7 separate regions of the Mus musculus genome follow, and all the other regions are linked to region 2. The links are chromatin contacts, called in public HiChIP or PLAC-seq and Micro-C maps. All regions are on one chromosome and are shown on one strand. The core of a region is the stretch at or near the end of the contact, and the rest is flanking DNA. Distances in the headings are between cores, read along the strand shown. Region 1 holds the start of Cbfb (core binding factor beta). Region 2 holds the start of Ctcf (CCCTC-binding factor). Region 3 holds the start of Ddx28 (DEAD box helicase 28). Region 4 overlaps Nfatc3 (nuclear factor of activated T cells, cytoplasmic, calcineurin dependent 3). Region 5 holds the start of Esrp2 (epithelial splicing regulatory protein 2). Region 6 holds the start of Slc12a4 (solute carrier family 12, member 4). Region 7 holds the start of Dpep2 (dipeptidase 2).

Region 1 (3,498 bases), core at 908-3,407, 470 kb before region 2:
GCAGTGGTGGTACACACCTTTAGTCCCAGCACTTGGGAGGCAGAGGCAGGTGGGTCCCTGAGTTCCAGGCCAGCCTGGTGGACAGAGTAAATTCCAGGACAGCTAGCATTACACAGAGGAAACCCTGTCTCAAAAAACCAAAAATAATAGATAAATAAATGAATGACTAAGTGAAAAGATGGTAAAATAGCTGAAGATCCATCGATAGAAGTTGTTGGCATCCATTCATGCACCTAATCTGTTCTATAGGCTTGGGGTGGGATGGAGGGTGCCTGCCCCAAGAAGGAGATAATTCCATATTTGCTAATGGAAGGAGTATGTCTTTTAAAACCATCAACCTAATCACCTCCTTCCTCCTTTTTTGATTCTCTTTTTTGGCACAGGTCCTCGGCTCAAGAAATCTTCCCACCTCGGTGGCCAAAGTCGCTGGCACTGTAAGTACGTGCTGCTTACAAATTTCACTGCTAAAACCCCTGACCATGAAGGCTGGGACTGCAGCTCAGTGGTAAAGCGCTTGATGAGGTGAATCCCTGGGTTTGAACTGCACCGCCTAGACTGTGGTGGTTTGAGTGAGAAATGGCCCTCCCGTAGGCTCAGATGTTAGAATACTTAATCCCCTGTGATGGCACTGTTGAGGTGTGGCCTTGCTGGAGGAAATGTGTCCCCAGGGCCATCTTTGAGGTTTCAAAGCCACTGGCATTCCTAAATCTTATTCTGCTTTCTGATTAAAGATGTGAGCCCTCAGTTTCCTGCCTCTGTCACCATGCTCCACCGTTCAGGGATTCTAACCCTCTGGAGTGGTAAGCTCACACAAACTCTTCTTATAACGTGCCTTGGACATGGTGTTTTATCATGGCAGTATGTTTTACTCAAAACACACACACACACACACACACACACACACACACACACACACCACTCCCACCAACAAACCTTTAATTTTGGGTAATCAACTCTCCAGACTTCAGTTAAGATGATTAACCCTCCTAGTTTGTTAGGGACTGAGCAGCTTCAGAAGGCTTGGGGGGCGGGGGGAGGTCATTGCTAAAAATGAGAGCTGTCTATGGCAAACTAGGACAGTTCCTTACCCACGTTTAGGTCCCTATCTAATAAATGAGATTGGGCTGGACTAGCAGTGAAATTCTGCCAAAATCTGTATTCAAGCAGGCATTAACAACTGACCTCAGAACTGATTCCAGTGACTTATGAGTATCTTTTCACAATCCTTAGCATCTGGCCAGCTGCTGCCAAGAGTTGGCACTTACCTGCCATCCTTGAACTGAACTTTTAACAAACTGCGATTTTTAAGGATCAGAGTTTATTGAGGGTCAGCTTTAGCTCAAGCTCTGCTGCAAACCCCGAGTCTGGTTTTCTTCTGCTCTGGTAAGTTCTCTAGAACTTGCAGATCTTGGATTTTTTTTTTTTTTTCTTGTTTGATTGCACATTTGGGTAAAAATATGGACTGGCAACCGGTTACATATAATTAAGATAGTTTTCCTTTAAATGATGTGCTAGATCTACATAAACACTCTCCTACTAACGCCATGAACTTATGAGTGTGCATTTTAGAAATTACTAATCTGAGACTTACTGGTCTGGTACTTGTCTAAACCTTGTCTGCAGGCAGAGCTACACGGAATCCTAAGGCCAACCCCGTTTCAATAGCCACCACCTTTTTACACCATGATTTGGTTAGATGCTTACTTCCACCTTTCAGTGCACAGTCCACATCCCTCCCTGTATGCAAAGTCCTCTAAGATTTAGGTTTCCTTGAATTCAAGTGGCCCTTCTGGGGGTGACTCTGCGTGGCTGGCTGGGGAGCCAAGAAGTTCCAGATCGCTCACAAAGGGCCAAAAAAAAAAAAAAAAAGGTCTGCGGGTCCGCTTCTAGTTGCTAAGAGAGGGGCGGATCCCTTCTGGGCGGGTTGTTCGCAGAGAAGCCCGCGGACAGGCAAGGGGAAGTGCTGAGGAAGGAGCAGGGTTTCACTGCAACCCAGCGGCCCCGCAAGCGGGTGGGTGGCGCATGCGCGGCGCGGGTCGTGGAGTTGTGAATGGTGCGTCTTGTTTGCTAGAGTTTGAGGCGGGCGGGCGCGCGAGGAGGAGAAGGAGGAGGAGGAGGGGTGGGGCCGGCGCGGGGCGGGAGAGCGAGGAGGGCGGCGAGAGGAAGTGGCGGCCGCAGCCGGGGGAGGCTGGAAGCTGTGTCTGCGCGGGCGGGCGGGAGGGAGGACGGCCGGCAACGGCTGAGGCGGGCGGCGGTAGCGTGGGTTGGGCTCCAAGCACACGGCCGCACCTCAGCCTCCCTGGAGCGGGAGGCCACGCGGGCGGGCTCCTGAAACAAAGAGAAGCGGGAGTCCGGGTGCCGCGGGTGGGCGGTCAAGGCGGTCAGCACCGGAGCCCGCCAGCGGGTGCCCGCGCGAGCCTGGGGAGCGCGGCCGGCCGGCGCGGCCTGAGGGCGGGAAGATGCCGCGCGTCGTCCCGGACCAGAGGAGCAAGTTCGAGAACGAGGAGTTCTTCAGGAAGCTGAGCCGCGAGTGCGAGGTGAGGCGGTTGGGGAGGCGCGGAGGCCTCGGCGCGCCCCGAGTGGGCCCGGGGAGGAGAAAAGTTTGAGCGGCTCGGTTGCCGGGAAGCCCCCGGGACGGCGCGCCGGCCGAGGGGGAATCTCGCCCCGGCAAGCAGTCCGCCCACAGGCTCTGCTTGCCCTTATCGGAGCCGCGGGGAGCGGGCGGGCGGGCCGGCGGGTGCCGCCGCGGATTTGACTCCTGATTTCGGGGCCGTCTCTCTGCCTTGCAGATTAAGTACACGGGCTTCAGGGACCGGCCCCACGAGGAGCGCCAGACACGCTTCCAGAACGCCTGCCGCGACGGTCGCTCGGAGATCGTAAGTCGCCGGGGAGGGACCCCCCCACCCTACCCCCGGTGCGCGCGGGGAGGCCGCGGGGACCCAGGCGCGCGCCAGTCACTTGTTGCGCGCGGCCCCGGGCGTGTTCCGGACGGCGCCGCGGACGCTGCGGCTCCCGGAACTGAGCCGGGGGCGCAGGCTCACTTCCTTAGTCCGGATTCGAAAAGCAAGAAAGAGGCAGATGCTGGCGGGGCGGCTCGGCTCGGCCCTCGGGCGGACCCGCCTTCTCCTTGGCCCGCCGCGATGGTTCGGTTCGTGGGATGGTTTGCGTGTCCTAGTGCCGGCTCGGCAATCCGAGCGGAGCTCCAACCGGAGCTTGGCGGAGGTTGTCGCCTAGGCTGTGACCTCCGCCAGACATCGGGGTGCTTGTAGGAAGGATACAGCCCTACGTGTAAAGAATCATTGGAGGGGGATCAGCGATAGGCTTGTTTCTGAGAAGCGAGATTGGTAAATCTATATGAGAAGCTATCTCCCAGTACAGCCGAGAGTAAATCTATTCCACTTATCTGTTGTCCTAATAGAAGAGAGAGACTGTCCTAATAGAAGAGAGAGACGAGAGAAAGGGCCCCAGTGGATGAACAATTTTCTTTTCTTAAAATGT
Region 2 (3,311 bases), core at 515-3,014:
TAACTCTGTAGAACAGGCTGGCTTTAAACTCAAAGTGATCTGGCTGCCTCTATCTCCCAAGTGTTAGGATTAAATGTGTAAGCCATCACCACTTGACCCCCTCTACCACCTTTTAAAACATCCCCAGAGTTGAGATGATGCTCAAGGGCAGAGACCATGGCTTTGGGTTGGATTCATACCGCCCAAAGGGAGACAGAACAAAACTCCCCCCTGACCTCACATCCTTCTGCACCTATTCCCCAATGTCTGCTCTACCCACAGCAGAACTCAGGCTGCCTTCATGCACTGTCTCTATTTCCTTACTCTCCTGTTTACTTTTTAACCCATTCTACTCAGGTTAACCTCTTCAGTTAATCCATATGAGTCAAGCTAAAGTCACCATGATCTTTCCCAGCTATCTCCAAGGTAATAAACTCAATAGCTAAGCCTCTGGCTGAACTGTACCGGAACTCTCAGCATCTGAAAACCAGAAACCTCTCTTCCTGCCTCAAACTTACTTCTGGTCTTGGATTCTACAATCCAACAGTCTAGACTTGTCTTTCTGTTTACTTCCTTGTCTATTATCCTCTTTCTAATCTTGGACTTTCTCTTCTATCTTTCCTCTAAGTCCAGTCATGGAGGGAAGCTCCACAACAGTGGGTGAATGGACTCAAGATGTTTAAACACATTTGCCTTAGTTACTGACATCTGAACAGTGGGATCTTACATGCTTCTAACTTTCCGATTCTTTTGGGGGGAATAAACAATATCTATTGATAATGGACCAGCATACCCACAACACAGCCCAGATGTATATGAATAGGGCAGAAGCTTGCTGCCAGGTGCATTTGTTATCCAAACAGCTAAAGCAAGAGAACTGGGACTACAATCCCGAGTCACATTCCAAGGCTATGGGGGGCGGGGAGAGAAGATGATTAGAACACCTGCCAATAGGGTCTTCCCGGGAAAGGGAAGGGATTAAGTACCACCGACTGGGAACCGAAATAAAAAGAACAGTCTTAAAAACTTAGACGTTCACGGTGCCAAATACAGCTAAACACGACTGCTGTGGTGTGGTCTGCTATATCTCCGGACTGAGGTGACTCTGTCCCGATTCTCTTAATTTCACATTCGGTTTTCTAAGGCCCTTTTCTTGGGAGGAAGACTACTAAGATCCCCGGGCGAAGCCCCTAGCAGTCGATCTTGAGCACTGGGCAAGTGTCGGAGAAGTGAGAGAGTGCGGGAACTCACTGCATTTGACTCGGCGGCGGGACAGGGTGCAGAGCTAACCCCGGGTGGGAGGAGACCGGGCAGGGTAGAACCCTGGCGCTTCCTCAACCCCCACGGCCCCAGCCCCGCGCGCTTACTTCAGCTCCCCGTCGTCCTCCCGCCCTTCGCAGCTTGGAGGGAAAATGAGCGAGCTAAGGAAATCAGGGCAACTAGGCGGAGACCCGATCGCCCAGAAGCCGCCAGCCTCCGCCCAGGGAAGCCCCACCCCAATGGGAACCAGGCCGCCTCCGCGCCGCCGGCAGAGCCCACGCGCGACCCGGCGAGGGCGCGGGAGGGCGCGTGCGGCGTGACGCCGCGCCTCGCGGCGCATCCCCGTGACGCCATCGCGCCGGCTTTTGAAAGTTGGCGCCCGGGGCCGCCTCCCATGCTGCCCTGCGCCAACCCCTCCCCTCACCTTTCCTCCCCCGCCCTCGTCGCCGCCGGCCGGCCCCCCCCACCCGACTCTTCCCTTATCAGCACCCGCGGCCCCGGCAGCGCCGACGCAGGCGCACTGCACCGCGCCGCCGCCATTTTGTGTCCGAGCCTGTGGAGCGATTAAACCGTGCGCGGAGCTGCTTCTTTGGCGGCAGCGGCGACCAGCAGCAGCCGGTGCGGGCGCGCGGAGCCGGCCGGGGACGCCAGGTGGCCGGAGCGGTGGAGCGGCGGCGGAGCGGGCGCCGCGGGGGGTGTGGCGCGAAGGTAAAGGGGGCCCGGGGTGGAGGAGGTTTCGCGGGCCGCCTCTAGGTGTCACGATGGGGCCGCTCCGGTCGGCGCTGGCTGCAGCCCGGCGCCAGCGCCAGCGCCGCCGCCGGGGGGTGTTTGTCTCCCTCTACCGTCCCTGCTGCGGCGCGGCCGCCGCCATTGCCCGGCGCCGCCGCCAGGGCCTGGCCAACCCCCTCCACGCCCGCCCGCCCGCCCGCTAAGCTTCCCTCCTCCCAACATGGTAGGCCTCTGGCGGCGGTGGCGACAGAGGCCTGCGCGCTCGGCGACTCCATTTTCCTTCCTTTGTCTCTACCCTCGAGGCCGGCTTTTGGCCCGGCTGATCTTCGGGCCACGGCCCGCCCTCTGCCCCTCCCGCGACGGATACCCCTTACCGAGTCTGGACCCTCTGAGGCTCGGTTGCCGCCGCTTGCTTCGCCTAGGGGTTCTGAACCCTCGGCCGGCCGCTTAGCCAGGTCCCGGAACCGTGTGGGTGTCGGGTCCCGACCGACGCGCCTCAGACTCCCCATCTTCAAGTCCAGCCGGTCCCGGAACCTACCCGATCTCCCTGCGTTGCTTCTCCAGCAGCTGGGGTGCTCTCTAGTCTCTCGTAGTCCGATCGTCCCCGCTGCCGGTCTCCGTCGCCGCCGAGTGTCGCAGGCGGCGCTGCTGTGGCTGCGAGCAGAGGGGACCCCTGAGCTGCCGAGAGCTCCCTCTGCAAGGCTGGCTGAGCTGCTCGCGCCTCGACGCCGCCCGAGCGGGCGGGGGAACGCGCGCTCGCCGCCCCCGCCGGGCCCCGCTGCGCCCCCAAACTCACGCCAGGGCATCGCGCGGGACCCGACCGGTGCGGCCCCCAATGGTGCGCGGAAAAAGACACGAATTCCTGCACCAAAGTAGTTTTTCTCCAGCTGTATTCGCACTCTTTCAGCCCCTTGAAACGATAGCAGTCAGACTTGGTGCGCTCAGAAATCTCAAAAGGGACTGAAACTTAATTTCACTCTCATCTCAAGTGATGTGATAAACTCATAAATTCGGGAGCATGGGCTGGTTGCGATGGTACAGGCGACGCTGGAGTTTGCCTCCTATTTAAAATGTCCTGACGCTAACTTTGCACTCCACTTAGGACCTGATGCTCTAGGGCTAGGCTAAGACAGTTCAGCCCCTCTCTAGAGATCGTGCAAACCGATCTAATGCGCCAATAGGGTAGAATGAACTTATTCATGACTGGACTGGTAATTTGACTGTTGGATGAAATGTGAGGGTTGATGTTGTAATTGGATCCTGGGTCACTTGCAGCAGATGGTTTATAAATTTCTGTGCCTAATGTAACTACTCTTTAGTATCTGACTTCCTGTATTGAGTTT
Region 3 (3,489 bases), core at 684-3,183, 370 kb after region 2:
TACACAAAACTGCCCTCTGACCTCCACACACACATACAATGAGAAGAAAAAGAAATCATGACATAGTGTAAAGTCAAAATCCACTTTATTTTCTGAACGTTACTTTCCAATCCTGTCCAGTAGTTTACTTTTCAAATCTCCAAACAATTCATCATGCTTTCAGAGAGGCAAGGGCTGGCGTGACTCAATGTCGCCCACTGACAAGTGTTCAACTTCCTGCTCTAGCACTAGATTCAAGCCAACCAAAAATCAGGCCTTTTGAGGCAAAGGGTCCCCCACTGAAGATGCTAGTCCTGGAAGGCTTCTCCTTCGGCGAGCTGCCAGTTCAATTTTCTGAACCAGGCTCACATCCCAGGGGTGGGTCACAAAACTGATAACGGACCCTGGCACTTCGCTGCCCACACGACCCACCCTTCCTGCTCTGTGGATGTAATCCTGCAGGGTAGGGGGGAAATCGTAATTGATAACCACTTCCACGTGGACACTGTCTAGGCCTCGGGAGGCGATGTCTGTGCAGACAAGTATGTTCTGGGAGCCCTTCTGGAAACTCTGGAAGATACCTGCCCTCATTGAGGCCGGCATTTGCCCTTGCAGCCTTAGATGTTGAATCTTGTGGTCATCCAGAATGTACCCAAGCCAGTTCACGGTGCTGGCGCTGTTGCAGAATACCAGGACAGTTCCCGAGGGTTCCGTCTTACTTGCTTTGTCCTGCTGTTTGAGGATCTGAACCAGTTCTGTCACCTTGTCTGCTCCCTTCAGTCTCATAAATGTCTGTCTGACATGAGGCATGAGACAGTGCAGCTTGGAGCTGGTAATGGTGGTCAGACTGTCTGGACTGGTGACTTTACTCAGTAACTGGTTTAGGCCTTCTGGAAACGTGGCTCCCACCAGCACTAACTGGGCTTTGGGATTAAAGGGGTCTTCTAACTCGGCTGGACTTTCTGCTATAGGGCTCTTTTCCAAGATGTAGTCCACCAGTTCCAGGAAGCTTTCATCTAGCAGTGTGTCTACTTCATCTAGCACTATGAAGTTAAGATGCTGTAAGCTGATCAGTTGACTTTTCAGAGCCTTCCACAGCGCCCCTGGAGTAGCCACTAACACATCGGCTGCCGGTCGTCTATACAGCTGAAGTTTGAGCCTACTCATCCCGAGGCCTCCGCCAAGTTCTATCACCTGCAGGCCCAAGTACCCACCCAGTGACTGGGCCACTGCCTGCACCTGTTCGGCTAGTTCTCGGGAAGGTACCAGAACCAAGCCTCGAGGAGCCGTGAAACTGCGGGAGTCCAGGTCTGACCCTCTCAGGAGCCGCTGAAATAGGGGCAGTAGGTAGCTAAGCGTCTTGCCACTGCCAGTTTCCGCAGCGCAAAGGAGGTGGCGGCCTCGAAGCAGTGGGGGGATGGTTTTCGACTGCACTGAGGTTGGCTGCACAACTTCGGGGACAGCCTCCTGAAGCGCCAGCAGCACTCGGGGTTCCAGACCCAGGTCCACGAAGCTGCCCCGGGACGAGAGGTTCCTCAGGGCGGGCGCCTCTTGCTGCACTCGCTCTATGGAGAAATGGTCTTGCCGCGATCGCCGATGCTTCCAGCCACGGGAAGCCAGTGGCGCTCGCTCCCAACGGCCCAGCGTGAGGCGTGCGGGCTGGTTCAACTCCGGCCGCCGCGCCGAGACCAGCAGGGGACCGGGGCGCACTAGCACTGGCCGCTGCAAACTCCCACGGCCGCTCTGTCGCTGTTCCTGCCGTCGCTGCAGAGCCCGCGGAACGCGCACCACTGGCAAGGACTGGTCGGAACCGCGCACCACTAGGTTCCGTCGAGGCTCCAGAAGCAACCGTACTGCTAACGCCAGCAGCCGCGATGGCCCGGCTAAAGCCATATTTCCCTTGATGCAGAAGAGGCGCGCGCTAATGACGTCAAGCACGCCACCGTAGTCTGGAGTACGGTGGCTGGCGCGGATCAGGGTGGCGTGTGGCGCTGCAGCACCGGCTGGAAGGAGGGAGGAGGATCCTTAAGAGTTCAGTGGCTGCGAGGTCTGTAGGTTTCCACCCGGCATGGCGATGTCCAGATTGGAGTCATCTTTGGGGAAGGGTACTCGGTGGAGGCAGGAATGGGAGTCCGCAGTAGGAGGGGGCCATGGGTCCCTGGCTCAAGGAATCGAGTGAGGATGGCCTCTGTCATTTGAGTGCTTAATTTCTGATAGTCTTAACTTGTGGTCTTCATTGCCTCGCTCAGTCATCCCATAGAACTCCAAAGGTACAAAGTTCGACGATGTTTTCGTAGATATGCAATCCACTCAAAGCCTGGGTGATGCAAGTTTGCTGAGACTGAATGAATGGTAGGCCAGGGGACTGAGACAGAAGTTGGGAGTCTGGGTTTAAGCTCAACCCAGTTCTTTAGTTTAGAACCCAGAGTGCATGCTGGTGGCCTTCAGCTTATTTCGTCTTTGAAGTTAGAGAGATGGTCTCCGTTCTTTCAGGTGTAGTTTCTCAGGTTTTTTTTTTTTACACTTTGACCCTACCTCTCCAGGCAAGTTTCACCCTCCTTTCCTTGTCGTCGCCCCCCCCCCCCCCCCATGCATCTCAGCCTGGACCCATCACTCTAGCGGTCTGCTCATAGCCACTGGCTTCTCAGGCAGATTCCGAATTGCCTGACTAGAAGTAGAAAGAAGGGTCCCGTTACCCTCCTGGAGTGATGAAACTTATCTCACATAGCACCGGTCAAGCAGACTACTTGACATGAATTTAGTGGTTCAGGTTATTAAACGTTTAATTTTTTTTTTTTACTTCATACTTTTTGAACATATCTGAAAAAATGGGCATCAAGTGTCTGGAGTGGGAGATAAGGTCAATGTTTGTGGATTGATTACCTGGGAGGTTCCTAACGTCTGGAGAAAGTGTTTTAATTTCATTCATGGGCTGGTGAGTTGGCTCAGTGGGTAAGAGCACCCGACCGCTCTTCCGAAGGTCCGGAGTTCAAATCCCAGCAACCACATGGTGGCTCACAACCATCTGTAACAAGATCTGACTCCCTCTTCTGGAGTGTCTGAAGACAGCTACAGTGTACTTACATATAATAAATAAATAAATCTAAAAAAAAAAAAAGTTTAATTTCATTCATTAGAGCTGGCCCTCCATATTTATAGGTGGACCTCTGTGGAATTTTCCACTGTAGAGTGAGAATATTCATGAAAAAAAATGTGTCTGTACTAAATATGTATAGACATTTTTCTTTAATGTTACTCCCTAACAATACAGTATAACAAGTATATACATCATGTTTATATTGCATTAGTCATAAGCAGTTTGCAGATGATTTAAATCATGTGGGAGAGCGTTGGGGCATAGCTTTGTGATAAAGTGCTTGCCTATTAGCGTTTGTGAAGTCCTGAATTCAATTCCCCCCTAAAATCAAAAGTACCTAGGAATTTTATGTAGGAGCTTGAGTATCCTCAGATTTTGGTATCTTTGAGGTTCCTAGAACTCCTAATAACTAC
Region 4 (3,440 bases), core at 909-3,408, 470 kb after region 2:
CCTTCATCCTTAGTATGTCACAGTTTGTGTGACCCAGCGTCATTTCCGCCTGGTGGTGCAACTGTGAGCATTAAACCTGAACCTGAAGATCAAGAACCTAACTTTGCAACCATTGGTCTACAGGATATCACCTTAGATGATGGTAAGTCCCAGCTCCTCCCCACCTCGCCCTACTTACCCTACCTTGTGAATGTGTGTGTTTATGTATTTTGAGTTAGGCTGGCCTTGAACTTACTGTATAGTGGAGAGTGACCTTAAATTTCTGATTCTCCCAAGTGTTAAGATGACAGGTATGTACCTCCAGACCCAGATAGTATTAGAGATTGAACCCTAGGACTTGCAGAACTGGAGCTCAGTGTCAGCTCAGGCTGACCTCAACTGTATGGTGATCTTTCTCCCTCAGCCTCCTAATGCTGGAAAGATAAAAGTGAACCACCACATATGTTACGTGTAACACATTATATAGTTATCTGTAGCCATCATCTAGTGAAAATCCTAAAGATTCCAGAGCTAGATATAGATTTTTAGTTTTCTTTCTAATTCTATATTAATCTGTCTTAGGAAAATAATTCTAAACCAGCTATCTAGATCAGGAACTGACCTAGACCTAGCTTGTCTCCTGTTACAGGTTTGTAGCTACACTAGATCCATTCCATAATGGAGAAACTGTCATTAAATATCAGGTCATAGGACTGAAGTGTTGTCTCTCCAACTAGCTTATAACTTGATTAACCCATGTATTCTAGTCTAAGCCTGCCACATGGCTGGTTACAAATTCTCAGTTTCATACATCTCACTCTATCCCAGAGTACCTTTCTCCCTATGGGAACTCTCACCTCCTATTCCCTACCTCAGCTTCTTGGCCAATCAGCTTTTTATTGGCAGATGATGTTTCCATACAGTACACAAAAGAATCTCTCTACATACCCACCTGACAGTTCATAGCCTGTAACTACATTCCCAGAGGATCCAGTGTCTTCTTTTGTTTTTTTGGTTTTTTGAGACAGGGTTGTAGGTACTGTATGTGGTGCGCAGACATACACACAAGCAAAGTGCTCATATATGTAAAATAAAAACAACAAAAAGTGCCGGGTGTGGTGGTGCACGCCTTTAATCCCAGCACTCAGGAGTCAGAGGCAGGTGGATTTCTGAGTTCCAGGACAGCCAGAGCTATACAGAGAATCCCTGTCTCAAAAAACTCAAAAAACAAAAAACAAAAAACAAAAACCATTTAAACGTAAAGTCCTTAGAACAAAGGGCAAAGAAAGCAATATGTAACCTGTAAGTTTTTGGGGCCTGCTATTCACACCTAATACCTGATTACAGGCAGTCAGAATTACTCTAACCAAAGTATAAAAGATCCACATACTACTAGAAGGTTAGTAGAGATATGTATGACAGATTCATAGGAATGACTTCACAAGGCTTCCATAAGTCAGTGGTATTTGAAGATGAATGTATGTTTTTAATAAATTCGAATCAATGGGCAACTCACATAATGTAACTTTGGCAAGGGAACAAATGGTACATTAGAGGATAGTTTTCAAAGACACAAGGGAGATATCCCAGGTCTGTGTTGTAAACATAAAATGTATATGTAAACTAGAGCAATTCAAAGTAGCATCTTTCTATTGTCTATTTCCGGTTATCTGATTCAGTTCTTAACATTTCTGCTACTTATGAGCAGGTGGTCTGCCTACAGTGTCACACTAGTCATAGTTATTGCAGTAGAGCACAGGCTAGATTCAGATTTGTTTATTCTAGACTTAGCTCTTGTACCACTATAGCTGCAGCTCAGTGTGATGTGGATGATAAGAGCTCTTTGTTAAAGGTATCCATAGAGCCGGGCATGGTGAAGCACACCTTTAATCCCAGCACTCCGGAGGCAGAGGCAGGCAGATTTCTGAGTTCGAGGCCGGCCTAGTCTACAAAGTGAGTTCCAGGACAGCCAGGGCTAGACAGAGAAACCCTGTCTCGGGGGTGGGGGCGGTGGGGGGGACCCACAATCTAAAAAACTAACAAAACATTCCCAGATTGAAGCATCATAGAAGACAGACTGGCTATTGAATTTTTCATTGCCATGCATTGGAGAGTTGATTGGTGTCGAGCTATAACTGGGGGGAAGTCAACAGTACTCTGGGCACCGCAGATACTGAGCTGTTCACTCTTCCAGTGAATTTCTTTTCAGATGCATATTCTAGGCTAGTGTGTTACTGTAGAGCCAAATTTCCAGCCATTTGTAACTTGACTTCTTGTTTGAATTTTCTGTGAATTTCTGGGTTTTTTTGTTTTGTTTTTTGTTTTGTTTTTGTTTGTTTGTTTGTTTTTTTGGTTTTTCGAGACAGGGTTTCTCTGTATAGCTCTGGCGGTCCTGGAACTTAGAAATCCGCCTGCCTCTGACTCCTGAGTGCTGGGATTAAAGGCGTGCACCACCACACCTGGCTTTTAAATTCTTTTGTTGTTGTTGTTGTTCTGTTTTTTGGGGTTTTTTTTTTTTCGAGACAGGGTTTCTCTGTGTAGCCCTGGCTGTCCTTCTGTTGTTTTTTTAAGACAGGATTTCACTCTATAAAGAGTGCTGGCCTTGTAGAGAGGCACCTGCCTTTGCATCCCAAGAACTAGGTAAGATGAAAGGTGTGTACTTTTACACCTGGCCCATTTGTCTGCTCAGGAGAGAATTTTTTCTTGAGTCTTTCTATGATTTTAAGGCCAGACTGGTCTACAGTGTGAGTTCCAGGATAGTCAGGGCTGCACAGAGAAACCCTGTCTTGGGGAAAAAAAATACTTGGGGAGAAAAAAAAAACCTGTATGTTATACTGCATTATGCTTTAGATTTTGGACCAATTGATATATATTAAAACATGATTTTTATAACATATAGAAATACTCGGTTATGTTTTAAACTTTTAAATTGAGATTATTTTATTGTGTAAAAGTATCTTTTACTCATCTGAAGTAATTATTGTCTTGGAGGTTTACTGCTGAATAAGCTCACCCTTTCTAGCTCGTTCTGATGTCTGACCAGCTGGTTCAAACTAGTTTCTCCCAGCTTTCTGACTGAATTGTTCTGCTTGACCTCAAACTTAACTCTAGAAACCTATCTAATCTTCTGGCTCCTCATTCTCTGTAAAACTGCTTCGTCTGCACCAACTGAACTGAACTCAAAAACACGCTCCACTCCACTCCACTCCACTCCACTCCACTCCACTCCACTCCACTGCACTCCACTCCACTCCACTCCACTCCACTCCACTCCACTGCACAGTGCAGAGCACCAGCCTTAAGTGACTGAACTTACAGAACTGCCCTCCAACTAGAGAAGTCACCTTCAAACACCACTGCTTCCTTCTGCATACTAACCTTACTTTCATTGTTTGGAATTAAAGGTGTGCACTAAGGGCATGTTTGTATTCCAGCCAGAGGGATTAAAGATGTGTGGTCCT
Region 5 (3,028 bases), core at 50-2,549, 500 kb after region 2:
TTAAGAACGAGAGTCAGAAGAGGAAAGGACTTAACACTCATTACAACTCAGTCATGGGGTGAGTGAGCAATGCAAACAGGGAAAACTCACTCCCACTTGGCCAGGGTGCGGGGTGGGTATGGGAGGGGGCATGCGCCTAGGCCTTTGCGCTCATTGGGCAGGTAGCCCCTAGATAATGTTCGGACAGCACCCACTCACCCACGCCTGGCCAGTCAGCTGGGACAGGCAGGCCTAAACCAGCCGGCCTCACCTAGAGGCGTCTGCCCCCGAGGCAGACACCGCCCGACGCCCTCGCTTCAGCGGTTCCCAGGAGAGCAGGCGGCAGAGACCAAGTGATCTACCGCTAAACCTGAGCCCACCTCGACCCTATTTCTGACGTGTCCTCTGCTAGCGGGGGGAGTGGGAGGGAGAGGAAGGGGCCTCGGGGGGATGGATCCCTTAGCCGCTATTGTCAACTTCCTCGGCAGGAGTGGATGTCTGTAAAGGTTGGAAGGTAAGGTGGCTCTGGGAATGGCCTAGCACGCTTCCACGCGGTAGTCGCTCAAAAGTTTCAAACAAGACCTTGTCCTACTGGCCGTGCCACTGGGTCGCGTCGCTCCAGGTCTCCCCTCCTCCCCTCCCCCTCGAAGTAGTGTCCCTGCCACTCCGCAGTTCCACCACCCACGCGGGCCCCCACGCTCACCTGTTGCAGCACTTTGTCCAGGGACTCCGCCCGCGCTAGGCTGTCTGCGCTGAGTCCACTCGCCTCGCGGCATTGTGGACTCAGGGCAGCCGCCTCGGCGCGAACTAGCGACTTGTGCAGCGTCCCCACCTAAAAGCACCGAGGGTAACCCCATGAGCCGCTGTGCCTCAACAGGCTCTGAAGCGTCCCGAGGTCCCCTCTTTCCCACCCTACCTGTCGGCTGCGCGGCTCCACCACTTGCCAAACTAGGAGGATTAAGTCGGTCTCGTCCGAGCCTAGGTCCGGCCCCAGCGCACCGGCAGTGGCCCCGAACAAAACCACCAGCGACTGAGGTTCGGGACAAGGGTCTGTGGCCGAGTCTACTGCGGGATCTGGGCCCGGGGGTGGGGGCGGCGGCGGCGGCGGAGTCATGGCCGCAGAGGAAGGGGGCGCTCGGCCACACACGCGGACCGACGAGGCGCACACACGTACCGACCGACAGCAGACAGACGAGCTTGGGCGGGATCCGGTGTGTTGGGGGCGGCACCTGCGGCCGGGTGTAGTGGGAGCTGCAGAGACCCGCCCGCGGTGCCCTTTGGGGCTGGGCGGTGCGGCTGCCTATCCCTGCCTACTCCGGCGAGTTACCTGCGGCCCGGAGAGGCCACGTGATCAGGACGGCCCAGGGAACCCCGCGGGAGGGCCAAAACCCTGCCCAGGAGGCAAGAGCTCACTTCTGCTGAGGCGTGCGCTCGCCGGCTGGAGTCCCACCTCTTGCTGCAGTCCGGCGAGACTCCTGGGACGAATCCATTCTTTCTCCTACTTCCTCTCTAGCAGGCACTCTGAGTCCTCCGCAAAAGAATGTGCAGGATCAGAGGCCTCTTTCCATTCTGCAAGGGTCACGCAAGACCCATGGAATTCAACAGGAGGCAATCTAGGGACTATAAAAGGTCGCGACGTCTGGCTTGAGGTTAATGGAAGTTACAAAGGGTCAAAAGCCGACAGTGAGCGCTACCAGGTATCCACTGGAAGTCGGTGAGAGAGATCCGTTGGGGAAAGGGAGGGAGGTAAAGATCAAGGGTTCTTAGAACTGTGGGCGGTCACTAGAGATCACAGAGAAGGACGTGCCCATACAGGTGTCGGGTCGGCGTAGTGCCGGCAGTGCAAGGCGCACGTTACTGTGGACCTGAAGGCTCAGGCCTTGGTGCCAAGGTAGGAAAATCGTGCTTAAACTTTAGAGAGCTGTATCCTAAATGAAGCCGTGTCTGCTGGTAGAGATCTGGAAGTTCAGCCTACCAACCCCACTTGGGGTTTGCCTGCTTGTTTTTGTCTCTCTTGGATGATGATAGAAGTGTTATCTGGCTATTGAAAGCACTCCAGCAGAGAGCGGCTAGAGTTGAGATGTGTAGAGTTGAGTCTGCATCCCCCAACCCAGTTCAGAAGAGTCCCATTCATCCCATGCAGTTTGGTGAAACTCCCTTACTGTTGTTTCCAGGCCGCCCTGTGGGCTCAGGATAGTTTCCCACCTACTCGACTGTAATTAGTACTCTGGCGAGAGTAAAAAGGTACTGGCGTGGGACTTAGAATACAGGATGCCACCGGCTGAAGAAGAACCTTGTGTGTTTGGAAAAGCGGGCTGCTTCCTATCGGTCTTGGATAAAAGGCAACCCAGAGCCCGGGTGCATCCCTAACTCATGCCCAAGGAAGGTCGTGCGGAGCCAGAGGACCTAGAATGTATAGTGCGCCTTCTGGGTTTGTCCACACAATAGCGCAGGAACACAGCGACCCAATATAGTGAGAAGTGGCCGCAGCGCACACCCTGAGACCCTTCACCAGGCGGCCCACCCGGAGCCTGCCTACTCAGCCCCGCTACCACGATAAGCCTGGAATGTCAAATATTTGTTCTAGGAACCCAGTGAAACCTTGAGGTAAAGCCCCTCCCCTCCTCCCTCCCATTCCGGAGCGCGCCTGCGTCAGTCCAGGCTTTCCGGTAAGGACACTCCCTTCCAACTAGTTCCTTCTCGACACCCCTGCAACCCATCGTCCTGACTATTTAAACTTCACAAGGTCTTCGCTACAGGCTCAGGTTCAGTGAGGCAGAGTCTTGGCTTCCCTACCCAGTTATCCCAGAGCTACTGGTATCGGTTTCTACCCACAACCTCCGAGCAAGGCTCCCCTTTCAACCTGTAGACCTCGCCTCCCGATTCTCGGGAGATCTTGCTGACTGTGGAATCCCTGGCTGTTCCGAACCCCCTGGAAAGAAGCGGCTGTTCCCAGGTTTCTGCAAGGTAACGAATCTGAAGAGTCAACAGAATTGAGCGGCTCCATTCATTCGACTCTGGTTCTCTCAACCAGGCATTCCCCATATTA
Region 6 (2,998 bases), core at 51-2,550, 330 kb after region 2:
TGGCAGGCAGGTCATTCAGTCACCGTTCACATGAAGCACAGACTACCCCTCAAGCATGTCACCATCACAGACCTATCAGATAGCCTCCGATACCATCACCAGACACAACACACATTTCCTACACCTTTCTATCACGGTCAGCCTCAGACATCACAGGCATTTGTTATCATAGCACCAGGCTCATCACTGGCAGCCTTCCTGGAAACAGTAGCCATAAGGACGTCCTGACCTGACCCTGTGATACTCAGCGACACACGTGCATTTACACATGCCTGGACAGCTATACAGACAGACACATATAACCAGGACCGTTCCCATTCCAAGTGTGAGGAGCCTCCGTGGGTGGAAGATGGAGAGATGGGGCACTGGAAGGGAGAAAGGGTTTACCTCTATAACCAGCCCTGATACCTAGGTTAAGGCACTACATTCTCATATCCGGGTTTGAATCCCACTGGAACAAGTTACATAACTCTTCCCCACCGCCCTTCACTCCTTCCTAAGTGCGAGTAACAGAACCTGTCCCATGGGGGAGGTTGGGAGGATTAAAGCGAGTTGCTTCATGTACAGTGCCTAGACAAGCCTGGCCCCGTGTGACTGCTCCCTAGGTGTCCATGATACGCACAGATCTACGTAGACCAAGGCCAACACAGGCTCTTCAGCGAGCACACCCTTTGCTCCTACCGGGCCAGTGTGCAAGGAGGCAGGGGTAGGGAAAGGACAAGAGAGGGGCGGTGAGTCATAGAGGAAGAGAGGGTGACACTCAAGAGGATGGGGGCGATTCACAGAAAGTGAGGAAGCTACAATCCAGGCTTCCATTGGACCCAGACCCGTGGCGCGTTCGGCGCCAGCCTAAGCAAGGCAGCCCGTTACCCGGCCTCCCAAGGCGGCCACGTCTGCAGCCCCCGCCCGCGGCCCTCGGGGGAGGAGCTGGGAGTGGGTGGAGGACGACCTAGCCCGGGAGTCCCGGACCAAAAAGACTCATCGGTCTGAGCGCGCAAGGAGCAAGAAAAGTGGAGTCCTGCATGGACGTCTGCGCGCGCGGTCCGAAGGCGCGAGTCCCGTGTAGATGCCCCCCGTCCCGGCCACAGCCCCCGCCGGGCGCACCCTCACCGTCCGAGTCTTCCCGCTCGGCGCGCTCGCCGTAGTCCACCCAACTGAGCCCCTCGAGGTTGTCATAGTCGCCGCGTCGCGGCCCGTCCACCGGCACCACGGTGAAGTGAGGCATCGCGCGCGCTTGGCCCGCGGTCCCGGCCTCCAGCCGGCAGTCCCCGCCGCCCCAGGCTGGCCCGCCCCGCCCGCTCGCATTCCACCCCGCTGCGCTCACTTCCTCCACCCGCCCCCCGGGCCGCCCCTCGGGGGCGGGGAGCAGGAGGGGCTCGGGTCGGCTCCTCCCCGAGGGGGGATGAGAGGACCCCGGGAACGAAGTACTCTAGCTGCTGGAGGGTAGGGTTCCTGTGTGTCTTTGGGTAAGGGGTTGCCCTCTCTGAGCCCCAAATGCGATACTTAATAAAGTGAGGGAAAGTATTTTAACTTTTAGGGGTATTATGATGGTGAGACGGGGCGCAGGGTGCACTGGCTCTGTTCCCTGAATCTAATTAGCTCTCAGTCACTTTTTGTTATTTAGCGGGAAAGCTAGCAGGACCTGGTCAATGTCACAGTGACCACCCCAAACCTCCTCAAGTCTTTCATCACCCTCACATACATACTCTTCCATAGCGGGAAAGCTAGCAGGACCTGGTCAATGTCACAGTGACCACCCCAAACCTCCTCAAGTCTTTCATCACCCTCACATACATACTCTTCCATTACCATCATTTCTCTCTAACGCTTCTCCAGGACTTTGGTAGCCTACGGTCTCTCCCTCAGTTCTGCTCGCTGCAGCCTCTCCCTTAGCAGGTGGTTGAAGATCGTATGCCCTTCCTAGAGGAGTCCGCTCCCTCCTCGCTAGAGGTTACACCGGCCCATCCCTCATCGACACTTTGGGATAGCCCAGTTATCTCATTTGAACTTGCTCCTTCATAACCTCACCTCCTGGAGGTTCCTGCACCCGAGTCCTTTCCTTTCTTGGTGCTAACTTCTTTCACACTCAGATAACTTACCTAGTCGCCTTGACTTGAGAATTTTTATCTTTCTGAGTTGTTCTTTTGGCCTCTTCCCCCACCCCACCCCGCTTCCTTCCTATCAGAAAGCTCCAGGGCTCATCTTTCTGCTCTATCTCCATTCTTTCTCCCTTTCTGGTGTAGCCTTTAGAATTTGGGCTGACTCTAGAATCCGCGCCCTCTGCTGCCACCCGCCAGCCCCAACTGCCTGGGTGGGCCGCTCGGCTAGGACCTCCCTGAAGCAGCTCAACAACTAACCCTTCCCAGTCAGCTCTTCCGGGCTGCAATCGGCCTCCCTCTCTTTCTGGCACCTTTAACTGCTTTCCAGCTGTGCGCGCGTGCTCTCGGCTCTGCATCTCCTATCCTGCACTCTCTGTATAGAAGGCTCACTGGTTACAAGCTTTTGTTGTTCTTGCCCCAGACCCAAGTTCAGTCCCCAGCACCCACATCAGGTAGCTTATGACTGCATATGTCTCTAGCTCCAGGGGATCTGATGCCCTCCAGCTCCCTCAGACTGTACCAGGGTTCACACACACACACACACACACACACACATTTAAATTTACCTTTAAAATTGAAAAATAAACTGAGCAAGAAGAAATATAATACAAGCTATGAGTAATAAATATTCCAAAAAAAGATACAAGGTATAACTAATAGCATTACCCCAGTCAGTCCAAAAATCAAAACCAAAGAAGCAAACAAACAAAAAAACAGGTGGGTGTCTACTGAGGAACAACACTTGAAGATCTTTGGACACACACACACACACACACACACAGAGGCCCCATCTTTTCTTCTCTTTCTTTTCTTTCTTTTTTTTAAGTTATTTTCTTTCTTTCTTTCTTTCTTTCTTTCTTTCTTTCTTTCTTTCTTCCTTCCTTCCTTCCTTCCTTCCC
Region 7 (3,446 bases), core at 346-2,845, 360 kb after region 2:
TGTGGTTGCTGGGATTTGAACTTCAGACCTTCGGAAGAGCAGTCAGGTGCTCTTACCCACTGAGCCATCTCACCAGCCCAGTCTAGGCTACTTCTAATGAGCTCTGTAATAATCTGGACACACACACACACTGTGCCCCTTTGGTTTCCAAGTCTAGCAGAACGTATTTCTGACAGCTTCTCCCATCCTTACCATCGTTACCTAGACCATACTGAGATCCCCCAAAACCTGGGCTGGGCTGGGACTCCTCACTAGAGAAGTGATAGAAAGAGGTCACCCACTGCTGATAGGAGACAGCATCTAGGGGTGGGTAGTAGGAGAGGACCTTTATTAGTACAGCAGGCTCCGAACCCTCTGCACCCCAGGTGTATGTTCAACCCCGTTTCATTCTGGCCGCCCCCAAGCCATCCTTACACACCCATCTATAAGCGGGAACTCCTGCATCAGAGCTCTTGCGCGATCTCGCAGGTCTGGGAAATTGGGGTTGCCAGGAGTGGTTGGAATGCTGGAAATGTCGGGCTTGGTGAGTGCTCTGGGGATGCTTGATGTAGTGGAAGCACCAGAGAAGCCTGGTTTTGTCTGGGTCCATATTAGAGGCTGTGAAGGCCCTAACAGCAGCAGCACCAACAGGAACACTGAAAGCCCATGGCCAAGCACCCAATGACCCTTGAGGCCCGTGAGCGACATCTTGCTCAGGGCGGAGCAAGCCGGCACGGATGAGGGTCGCGAAAGCCTGAGAAGGACAGAAGGCAGTGATATAATCCTGAGCCTCAATTTAAGCCACGCACAGACCAGGTCTGGTGAGAAGAGGTTTGAGGTCACCAGATTCCAAACAGCCGCTGTACGGGAAAGAGGTGCATGACATCCGCCAGGGGGAGCTACAGACCTACTATCCCCGTCTTGAAGTGCACTTCCGTGGCCTGCTTCTGTCTAGGTTTCTTTTGTCCAATGTCCCCCCTGTTTACTGTTCCCAAGGGACCAACCCAGGTGATTCCTAGCTGCGACTAGGGACTGTTCTCCAAGAAAGTAGACCCGTGGTGTTTCTTTCACAGTGAAAGGGCCTCTAGCTCTTTGCAGACCACATCTTGTCCCTGACTACCTGCAGCCTTCCCTGACTTCTTCAAGGGACACAAGTACCGAGACACACTGACCTCTCCACCTTATCTACCATCCTCTGAAGACTCCAGCCAGCAACTGGGAACTATTAGGAACACACACCTGCATGCCCCAGCCCTATTCAAGGTGAGGACTGGTCTCCCTCCTCAGCAGATGCTGTGCCCACCCAGGACTCTCCTATTGATCATGTGAGGTAAGAAGAGAGTAAGCACCTGAGTGCTTCAGGGAAATACTTAGTAGCACAGGAACAAAAGTCTGTCAGCTAGAGAGATGGAAGGACATGGAATACCTTCCAGGGCAGCAGAGCCCCCCATCCCAGCACCTTCCTCCTGGGGCTGCAGGCTGACCTCCTACCTCAGTGTGGAAGCCAGGGCAGATGGATAAGCCCTCAGACCTGCTACTTGTGTCCAGCGGCTCCACGCCTGGTGTCTGAGGCTCTTGAGGCCAGAGCTCTCCCAGAAACCTCAAGGACTTAGTTCCTGTCCTTACAAGCCCCACCCTGTTTCCAGCCTGAGCCCTTACCCTCTCTGCTTTCTCCAGGATCAGCCCTGGCTTCATGCATGCACACACAGAACACAGACACCACACACACACATATAACACAGACACCACACATATAACACACACACAAACACATACCATACATGTACACATTTCCCCCCCCCCATACTACACACAAACACACACACACACACACACACACACACACACACTGGCCATGTATGTTTTTGTAGAAGTCCCATCCCTTAAGGCAGTTTCAGGGTCTATGCTTATACTCCATTAAAAAAACCTTTTCTGTTCTGACCCCTGGCCCCCACTGGAGAGGATCCAGTTTTTGCAACCTTCCTCAGGAGGCATGGGGACTTGGAGATGTCAAGAAACCCTCTTTCAAAAAGGAAATGGAGTCTGGACATGATAACATTTGTCCCAGAACTTGAAAGACATAAGCAAGTGTATCTCTGTGAGTTCAAGGCTAGCCTGGTCTACATAATGAGTAGGCCAGATAGAGTTACAGAGCGAGCCCTGTCTCAAATGAATAAATATATTTTGAATTTAAGAAGGAAATGAGCAAACTCTTCGATAAGGAGGCAGAAAATTTGGACTACCCAGGACGATGTATTTGTGTTTTCGGGACTGTACATTAGTGTGCGCTGCCTGTAGTAGTGCTATGCTAAAAGTAGCCAAGTCCTTGCCTGCTATAGCTAGTAAGTAAGTCCTTGCCTGCTATAGCTAGTAAGTAAGTCCTTGCCTGCTATAGCTAGTAAGTAGGTTTCATTGGTAGGCCCACTCTAGACCGCGTATTCCTTTGGGGCTGTGCTTCACACCAAGGTGTTCTTTGCTGGCTTCAGACCTGGCTCCTTTCCCTCCCCTCCCCCACTGCCACTTTCGTGCGGGCCAAGTTGACAAAGGGGAAGAGAAACTCTCAGGTTTTCCGGTCTCCCTGTCACCATTGTGGGTTTGAGGGTAAATATCACACTTGTTTTGTTTTTTTTTTTTTTTTTTTTTTTTTTTTTTTTTTTTTTGGTTTTAGAGCTTTATTATAGAAATGCAGGAGAAAGAGAGAAGGTAGAAAGGAAGAAAAGAGAGAGAGAGAAAGAGAGAGAGAAGAGAGGAAAGAAGAGAAAGAGAAAGAGAAAAGTGAGAGGAGAGGTAAGAGGACAAAGGAATAAGAGAGTGAGGTGCGGGCCGAGCACCCCGCTTGTTCTGTTCTTAATAAGCCCCAGGAAGTTGAAGGGTATAAAGAATACGGCTTGGAGAGAGAGAGAGAGAGAGCTTAGTGCTGAAGACACTGGCTGCTCCTCCAGAGCACCCGGGTTTGATTCCCAGACAAAATATCTATACACATAAATAGAATAAAATCTTGAAGAGAGGAAGGGAGAGAGAGAGGTGATGACTTAAAAGTATCTTCTTCATTGTTCCCTATCTTTTTTGAGGCAGGGTTTCACTGAACCTGAAGCTCATCACTTCAGCGACCCTGACTGGCCAGCAAGCCCAGAGATTCCACCCTCTCCCCCCCCTCCCCCCCTCCCCAGTTCAGGGTGAGAGGCTGCTGTGCCTGACTCTTTGCCTGTGTACCAGGGATCCACACTCAGGCCCACACGCTCATACGTCCTTACCAATAGAGCTAATTCTCCCGCCACTGCAACAGATTACAACATCTATTTACTTATTTCTTTGTGTGTCTACAGGTGTGGAGGTCAGAGAACTGGAAGGGCTTGGGTCTCTGCTCTCATCATGCATGTCTCAGAGACCAAGCTCAGAATGCCAAAGCTGGCAGCAAGCACCTTCACCTGCTGAGCTGCTGAGCATTTTGTTTCTTATGGTTTTTT

The links. Hi-C and Micro-C count contacts between places; a contact is called where the count stands out from the background. HiChIP or PLAC-seq counts read pairs in DNA pulled down with a chosen protein or histone mark.
Region 1: a Micro-C map of embryonic stem cells shows a contact between it and region 2, with 3 times the contacts expected there. The contact joins the promoter of Cbfb here to the promoter of Ctcf in region 2. A contact is called at or near these places in 1 of 39 promoter capture datasets (the C10 cell line), 1 of 484 Hi-C or Micro-C datasets (embryonic stem cells) and 1 of 115 datasets of contacts at active chromatin or transcription factors (memory CD8 T cells).
Region 3: a contact with region 2 is called in an H3K27ac HiChIP or PLAC-seq map of embryonic stem cells, with 10 read pairs. The contact joins the promoter of Ddx28 here to the promoter of Ctcf in region 2. A contact is called at or near these places in 21 of 39 promoter capture datasets (the 3T3-L1 cell line, 3T3-L1-derived adipocytes, the C10 cell line and 15 more), 1 of 15 datasets of contacts at CTCF or cohesin (embryonic stem cells), 14 of 484 Hi-C or Micro-C datasets (the G1E-ER4 cell line, brown adipocytes, cortical neurons and 8 more), 26 of 115 datasets of contacts at active chromatin or transcription factors (the 230-238 cell line, the SCID.adh cell line, astrocytes and 17 more) and 4 of 9 other capture datasets (adipose tissue, embryonic stem cells, liver and 1 more).
Region 4: a contact with region 2 is called in an H3K27ac HiChIP or PLAC-seq map of embryonic stem cells, with 2.4 times the contacts expected there. The contact joins the enhancer-like site here to the promoter of Ctcf in region 2. A contact is called at or near these places in 10 of 115 datasets of contacts at active chromatin or transcription factors (bone marrow-derived macrophages, double positive thymocytes, embryonic stem cells and 5 more) and 1 of 9 other capture datasets (adipose tissue).
Region 5: an H3K27ac HiChIP or PLAC-seq map of extraembryonic endoderm stem cells shows a contact between it and region 2. The contact joins the promoter of Esrp2 here to the promoter of Ctcf in region 2. A contact is called at or near these places in 9 of 39 promoter capture datasets (3T3-L1-derived adipocytes, cranial neural crest, fetal liver and 6 more), 2 of 484 Hi-C or Micro-C datasets (both in embryonic stem cells), 9 of 115 datasets of contacts at active chromatin or transcription factors (bone marrow-derived macrophages, double positive thymocytes, embryonic stem cells and 5 more) and 1 of 9 other capture datasets (adipose tissue).
Region 6: an H3K27ac HiChIP or PLAC-seq map of extraembryonic endoderm stem cells shows a contact between it and region 2. The contact joins the promoter of Slc12a4 here to the promoter of Ctcf in region 2. A contact is called at or near these places in 17 of 39 promoter capture datasets (the 3T3-L1 cell line, 3T3-L1-derived adipocytes, the C10 cell line and 11 more), 2 of 15 datasets of contacts at CTCF or cohesin (the NIH/3T3 cell line and embryonic stem cells), 3 of 484 Hi-C or Micro-C datasets (B cells, embryonic stem cells and muscle stem cells), 21 of 115 datasets of contacts at active chromatin or transcription factors (the SCID.adh cell line, bone marrow-derived macrophages, craniofacial prominence and 12 more) and 4 of 9 other capture datasets (adipose tissue, liver, macrophages and 1 more).
Region 7: an H3K27ac HiChIP or PLAC-seq map of microglia shows a contact between it and region 2, with 5 times the contacts expected there. The contact joins the promoter of Dpep2 here to the promoter of Ctcf in region 2. A contact is called at or near these places in 11 of 39 promoter capture datasets (the C10 cell line, the HPC-7 cell line, cranial neural crest and 7 more), 17 of 115 datasets of contacts at active chromatin or transcription factors (the SCID.adh cell line, astrocytes, bone marrow-derived macrophages and 10 more) and 2 of 9 other capture datasets (adipose tissue and liver).

The regions. Positions count from the first base shown.
Region 1 is chr8:105,168,517-105,172,014 of GRCm38.p6, forward strand. It overlaps Cbfb (core binding factor beta), which reads left to right and starts at 2,158. Exons shown (of 6, transcript NM_001161458.1): 1 at 2,158-2,537; 2 at 2,790-2,876. The coding sequence starts at 2,460.
Region 2 is chr8:105,634,774-105,638,084 of GRCm38.p6, forward strand. Ctcf (CCCTC-binding factor) reads left to right here and starts at 1,765. Exons shown (of 12, transcript NM_181322.3): 1 at 1,765-1,947. Gm5914 (predicted gene 5914) reads right to left here and starts at 2,701. Exons shown (of 2, transcript NR_151742.1): 1 at 2,507-2,701.
Region 3 is chr8:106,009,553-106,013,041 of GRCm38.p6, forward strand. It overlaps Ddx28 (DEAD box helicase 28), which reads right to left and starts at 1,934. Exons shown (of 1, transcript NM_028038.3): 1 at 64-1,934. The coding sequence starts at 1,872. The coding sequence ends at 250. It overlaps Dus2 (dihydrouridine synthase 2), which reads left to right and starts at 1,926. Exons shown (of 16, transcript NM_025518.4): 1 at 1,926-2,026.
Region 4 is chr8:106,108,988-106,112,427 of GRCm38.p6, forward strand. It overlaps Nfatc3 (nuclear factor of activated T cells, cytoplasmic, calcineurin dependent 3), which reads left to right. Exons shown (of 10, transcript NM_010901.3): 9 at 1-142. Among named protein-coding and RNA genes, the nearest start is that of 1810019D21Rik, 25 kb to the right of the region's middle. Within about 2 kb of position 2,159, at least 29 of the 459 cell types and tissues checked have an H3K27ac peak or open chromatin away from gene starts, as enhancers often do. A contact at or near this core is called in double positive thymocytes and embryonic stem cells, where this site is marked.
Region 5 is chr8:106,135,675-106,138,702 of GRCm38.p6, forward strand. Esrp2 (epithelial splicing regulatory protein 2) reads right to left here and starts at 1,300. Exons shown (of 15, transcript NM_176838.2): 1 at 896-1,300; 2 at 683-811. The coding sequence starts at 1,093. It overlaps 1810019D21Rik (RIKEN cDNA 1810019D21 gene), which reads left to right. Exons shown (of 4, transcript NR_040346.1): 2 at 1,493-1,676; 3 at 1,795-1,870; 4 at 2,154-3,028.
Region 6 is chr8:105,964,815-105,967,812 of GRCm38.p6, forward strand. Slc12a4 (solute carrier family 12, member 4) reads right to left here and starts at 1,301. Exons shown (of 24, transcript NM_009195.3): 1 at 1,111-1,301. The coding sequence starts at 1,225.
Region 7 is chr8:105,990,178-105,993,623 of GRCm38.p6, forward strand. Dpep2 (dipeptidase 2) reads right to left here and starts at 1,596. Exons shown (of 11, transcript NM_001301204.1): 1 at 1,471-1,596; 2 at 419-733. The coding sequence starts at 687.